Linked DNA regions of Gossypium hirsutum: region 1 is linked to region 2. A link is a contact called in public Hi-C data. All regions are on one chromosome and are shown on one strand. The core of a region is the stretch at or near the end of the contact, and the rest is flanking DNA. Distances in the headings are between cores, read along the strand shown. Region 1 holds the start of LOC121228197 (inactive leucine-rich repeat receptor-like protein kinase CORYNE). Region 2 has its middle 49 kb from the start of LOC121228197.

Region 1 (3,397 bases), core at 154-2,653, 49 kb before region 2:
GGAAGATATTTTGGGAGAAAATATAACAGGACCTTTAAGGAATGGGGTTTGATTGATGTACTGAACAGCAATTTTGATCAATAAAGCAAAAAGAATAGCTCCAATCAATCCAGTTAAAATTCCCAGCACAATGCTGAGAATTACCCTTTTGAACCCAATCTTGAATTCTTGAGGCTTTGTAGCTGAAGAAGGCCGAGAAGACAGTTGTCTAATGAGTCTTTCTTTGCACTCTACAGGTGTTTGGTGTAAGCAAAGAAGTAGCAGCAAGAGTAAAGCCACAGTGACTATGCAACCCCTCATTTTCGCCATGGAAGCAAAAAAAAAAAAAAAGAAAGAAAAGCAGAGAATATGAGACAAATGCACATACAAGGATCGTTCTTGCTGCTTATCTTAAAGCTTCAGAGCCACCACCATAACCCAATATCCAAAACCCCATAATGATGCTCCACGTTTCTTCAGCATCTTACAAAAACAGGACGGAACTCAAAGGAACTTAAATTTACTTACCCTGCACTAATACCAAAGAAAAAAGCTTCAATTTTTCTAATTCAAAAACTGGAGGACTCTCTTTAGTGTCCAACTTTTTTGGACGAAAATGACAAGAAAACCCTCCAGAGGACTTCAAATTTGGCGAGCAAATCTTATAAAGAAAGACGCAAAGAATAAATTCGTCACTGCGTTTTTATTTTTGTTCCTTCACCTGAAACTTCAAACGAATCGAATCTTCAAATTTCAAACAAAAATTTTCTTTTCAAAAAAAATATGCTCCCAACTTAAGCAACAGATAAGATAACAAGAGATGTCTCACACATTTGACAGAGAAAAGTAAAACTTTCAGATATTGAATTTTACAGGAAAAAAAATGAAAACCCAGATTTTATTTTCCCTCTGAAAACATAACTACAAAGCTTTTCTTTTTCTAATTCCCAGTGACAGCGTAAGCAAGCTTTCGTTTTCTTTTTCTTTTTTTTTTTTCGATTTTGTTGATCAATAATTGTTAGGTTTCAAAACATCATAAGAAAACAAATCAAGCACTAACTGTTTCCATTCATGAATAGTATAATTGTAAACAAAATCTGTGTAAGAAAAAAAACACCTTTTGGTTTTGTTTGTTTTCACTGTAATACTAAATTAGGGGGCAAGGTTTGGCATTGCCTTCCCGCCTTAGAGAAAGAAAGAGCAAAGGCAAAGCGTGGGGGTGGGGACGGGTGCCACGCAGGCGGAAGCATCGGTATCACGAGGCTAAAACAAAAGCAAGACATCGAAGTGTGTGAGTGAGTGAGGGACAAAGTACAAGGGAGGATCGTGAGCGTTGGTTGGGTTGGGAGATTAGCTGGCAGGCAATGGATCAGTGGCTTTAGCAGTGGCTGGGAATTTGTGCATTATGGTTTGCTTTTTCCTTTTTCTTTTTACAGTTTTTTTTTTCTTATGGAATGTAATATTGTTTTAGCTTAATTTCACATTTGGCCCCTGAACTTGTCACCTCCTTTAAAATTGGTAATTATGGTCACCGCGGGTCGTGGGGCTCCACCCCTAAAATGTTAAATTTTATATTATTTTAAATGAGTATATAGTAAATTACACTTTAAACTCCGATTATTATAAAATTTTAATTTAGTCCTTTAAAATTTTAAAAAGACAAGTTATCAAAATGATAAAATTTTATTTTAACTCTCTTAAAAATATACAATCAATCCTTTCAATAACATTTACATTTGTCTGCTAAAATCTTTGATGTAATAGAGATGTGGTTATTATTTACCTATAACAACATTTGAGATTTAGATTATTTTTTATTTTTTATAAAATTTCAAATTAAAGAACTATAATATATTAATAATATTATTATGCGGGAAAATTAATGAAATATGCTGAATTTTTTAATAGTTAAGTAAATAATGTTTTTTTATATTTACCGAGGTACGTTGTTTTAGGAGAGAGAAATGAAAATGCGCCCTGTAAGACGCATTTTTAAGGCAACAATAGCATTTCCCCAACGGTCACAATTCCAATGGCTATACCTCACCAACCATATTTGTAAAATGACAAATCAACTTATTCGTTTGGATGACAAGCATATCTCTTACGTTCAATTACAAATGGTAAGAAAATATTGTTAAATTATTTAATTTTAATTAGTTAATTATTATGTTGTTAAAATTATTAATTTTTTATGTTTATATACTCAATTCGAAGATCGGATTTTGGAGACATACATACACAATTTAAGTATGAGTGCATCGGTTGCCATTCATGGACACTTGCGAGATACATGATTCTTATATGTGGCTCGCATGCTCGGGGGAGGGGGGACTAAATTGGATCCCTTACTTATTAGTGCTTTGGTAGAAAGATAGAGACCAGGGACGCACACATTTCATCTTACTTATTATGAGTGTATAATTATACTCAATGACGTTGGTTTACAACTCAGTCTACCGGTCAATGAGGAAGTCGTTACGGGGCCAGTGGTGAGTGCAGATTAAAATGCAACATGTGAGCAACTACTAAGGAAAGTGCCGAACAAGTTTAGAGGTAGTTGGATCGAGATGGGGTGGTTGGAGGACAACTTCAAATATATCGAGGCTTTTGTGACTAACGTTGAAAAAGAACAATTCGCACACGCATTTATCTTGAGGTTGATCGGGGATCTGCTTTTGCCAGATAAATATCAAAATCTAGTACATTTAATGTGGCTACTACTAATAGTCGACTTGAAAGAAGCAAGATGACTTAGTTGGGGATCAACGGTGCTGGTAACATTATACCAAGAAATGTGACGAGTGACAAAACCAAAAAAAGTTAAAATCAGGGATTGCATGTTCCTTCTACAAAAGTGGGCATGGTATCGACTACCATTTTTACGACCTCGAGTGGACTCTCTTATGAATTCCCACCCGTAATATGATAAAATTCGTTTGATAATATCATTATCATAAGATTTTTTTCATTATTTTAATTTTGAAATAACATATTATTTGAATAGGTGGAACAATCGTGTAAGACACACAAGTATACCAACCAAGCTCGAGGATATCCGGCTAGCTTTAGGTCAACAATCCGAATAGGAGGTTGGTTTATGAAATTTAAAGTTATATCATATTTATTCCAACATTTGAAATTAAATATTAGACATATACTAAAATTTATAAATTCGTACTACAGTTTGTATGGATGCCATATGTAGATTTTAGAATTCAAAAATGCGTCTCAACCTAATTTTTTGCCAATCGCAACATTTGGCATGCCAAAGTGCTATTGATTTTTTTTGCAATGATTGAGATGCACGGATCAAACCGAGTGATACAATAGTTTGGGTGTACGTAACATATTCTGCCACCATCTTAGGAACTCGATGACTGGTACGTGATATTCGCGATAGGTTTTAAAAATTTAT
Region 2 (3,076 bases), core at 63-2,562:
TTTCGTTTATTTAGTTAGACTGTAAAATTTTATTGTTTAATTGATGAACGGTAACATTACCAAAAAACACATTTTACTAAATTACCTTTAATTATAAATATAAATAAAAAACTTATTAAACTATAGTGAAGTAAAAATTAACTATGGAAATATGAAAATAATATACAAAATTTTAAAATTTTCATACAAATAAATAATTGATAATAAAAAAATTCACCTATAATAAATTAAAAATTGAGGTAATATAATCAACAAAATATGATAAAATGAACAAATGTTAAAATTTTCGATTGATAATAACATTAAATTCTGCTATTAATCTATGTACTTTGTAAAAGTTATGGATTTAATCATTATACTTTTAATTTGATAAATTTTAGTCTTTGTACTTTTCAATTTGGTTAATTTTAGTCCCTATACTTTTTTACTTTTGAAATTTTAGTCTTGACCCAAACTATAGGAGTCAAATTCGTTTTAATTAAATTCAATTTCTAATCTTATACTATACATTCAATTGTACATTTAATTATATTATCCAATTATATCATTCTAAGCCCCTATATTACCGTATTTCTAAAACCTTGCAAGTTTAAAAAAGAATACGTTCTTTGAATTATGGAATGAGTAATTTTTTAAAATAATATTGATTGAGGATTTTATTAAAAGAAAGTTATAAGTTAGATATAAGTTATATATTTTTAAATTAATTATAATTATAATCAAACATTATAAAGTACTCTCGAACTAATAAAAAGAATATATTCAGAACTATATTAAAATAATTTTAGAGAAAACTTACTTATAATAAGATTTAATTAAGAATAAATTAGGAGAAACTTACACATAATTCACTTAGGGTGGGAGTCAAACACGAGATATTGAGGAATTAATGATACCATTCTTTCAGATTAAACTTTTTGTTCAATCAGGAGAAAGGACTGAGAATTTGTTCATTTTACTTTCTAGTTACATGTGTTGGAATTACTAAGTAATAGAGCAACACATTTTAGAAATAGAACAATTAGATATAAAAAAGATCAAAATTATATAAAATGAAATTTAATATTATACAATTATATGCATTAAATTTGGTCTAAATTAAATTTTCACAAACAACTTGATACCATTATTTACGTCATATAAAATAAAAATAAAAATATTAATATATTATTACATCAAATTAAACATTTCTTAAAAAAAAAACATATAACTTTAAATTTTATAAAACTAAAGGACGGAATAAGTAATATAATAATGTTTGGTCGTTTCTAGGGAGGAGCGAAAAGGCAGCAACTGCGGTAGGCGTGTCTTTTCCCCTACCTGTCGGCGTGCAAAAGCTACCTATACTTTTTAACCATTGCCATCGGCATGGGCTGCCCTTCCCTTCCTTTGGGCCCCAACGGATCCAATGCATGTGATTCAGCCTTCGTTTTCATAGGTTGTATTGGATTTTAATAAATGATTTCTTTATAAAATTAATTTTTACTATTTAAATATTTTTAAGAACATATTTTATAAAATACTTATTTTTTACACTTCAATTTAAATTATATTATTTCCATATTCAATAAATATATTGTTCATTTTGTCTTGACTTGTATAGAGTGGTAGTTAAAAACTTTCGTCAGACACTTGTTTAACACAAATTCAAACTATATAACCCACATCTCTCAACCTAAATATTGTATAAAAAAATTGATTTGTTAAAACTAAAGTAAAAGTAAGAGTTTATATATATAATATACAAAATAAATATTCATATATCATACTGTATATTAAATTAAATTTCATACATATCCAAATATCAATTTAATTAAAAAATGATTAAAATCTCTCTCTTTATATAGAATCTATAAAAAAATTAAATTAATATATTGTGAGATTTAAACACAAGCTATCATATTGTTCATAACCTCAACTTTACTAATCTAATAAACTCTCATTTAATTTTAGTATAAAATAATTATAAATATATTTAATGTACATTTTTTGAGTTCTCATCAGTTGGATTTTAAGAATGATGAATTCTTTAACTTTCTTTTTATCATTGGAAGTGGTGGGCTCAATTGAAGCTGAATTATAAGACATTATGAAGACCATTGAGGTCTTTTGAATATTGATGGAAGAGTAAAGGAAGGAATTGGATGGAACTGGATTTTGTTGTTGTAATTTCACGGTATATTAATGTTAGATAAGTGACCTTAGTAGGTTATTAAAGTAATGATTAATTGATTGAGGATAATGCACTTCAGCGTACTTAAACCTACATCTTCCTATATTGGCAACAATGTCCATGCCAATCGAGCTAAGACTCAACATGTTTTGGTTTTAAATAAATATATATGAGTGTTGAGTCTTTTTTATTCGTCCTCCTATGATGGTGATGTCAGAATATTTATATGATATGAGTACTGTTCATTGATATGACATACTATGTAGGTTTCATGCATACAGACATGTATTCTATTTTAGAACTAACATGTGTTTATATGATTCCATGCACTCGTAACTTCGCAGGAGAGCAAGCTCGATCTACGAGCTCCTTTTGCGAGCTCAATAGAATCTTAGCCCAAACCTATTCGATTTTTTGGGTCGATGATGGTAATTATCCTAACAAATTTTAATAAAAATAAAATAATATTTTAGTAATTAAAAGGGTACAATACTGCTTCTTGGTGGCGTTTTGTGAGATTAAGAAGGCATTTATGTACTTCTTCCTTTTTGAGACGCATATCCCTAAGTTGATTTTCTAGCTTCAATAGCTCTTTTCTGATGCCCTCCCTCTTTATTCATCTTTGCTTCCTCAATCTCACCTATTATTTCTCTATTTTCTTTTTCTACTTCTTCTGATAGCTCTTTTATTGTAGTGATAAATTTTTTTATGGTGGCCAATGAAGCCCAAGGGTTCCATATCCTCCTCTTTAGACAAGCAATAACAATAGTTTTCTCTTCTATACGTTTCAGCTCTTTGTGGAAATTATTGTATCTACTTTCAGTTTGTCTTTCTTCGTAAAACAACTGAATAAATTCGTTAAGGCTTTGCTTGAAATGAGTTGAATCATGATTAATATCAGAA

The links. A called contact is a pair of places that touch in the nucleus more often than the background predicts.
Region 1: a contact with region 2 is called in a Hi-C map of leaf, with 2.6 times the contacts expected there. The contact joins the promoter of LOC121228197 here to the enhancer-like site in region 2. A contact is called at or near these places in 6 of 34 Hi-C or Micro-C datasets (fibers, hypocotyl and leaf).

Annotation. Positions count from the first base shown.
Region 1 is chrA04:80,882,127-80,885,523 of Gossypium_hirsutum_v2.1, reverse strand. It overlaps LOC121228197 (inactive leucine-rich repeat receptor-like protein kinase CORYNE), which reads right to left and starts at 1,403. Exons shown (of 2, transcript XM_041111471.1): 1 at 1-1,403. The coding sequence starts at 309.
Region 2 is chrA04:80,833,142-80,836,217 of Gossypium_hirsutum_v2.1, reverse strand. No RefSeq gene overlaps it. Among protein-coding and RNA genes, the nearest start is that of LOC121228197, 49 kb to the left of the region's middle. Within about 2 kb of position 1,312, at least 2 of the 9 cell types and tissues checked have an H3K27ac peak or open chromatin away from gene starts, as enhancers often do. A contact at or near this core is called in hypocotyl and leaf, where this site is marked.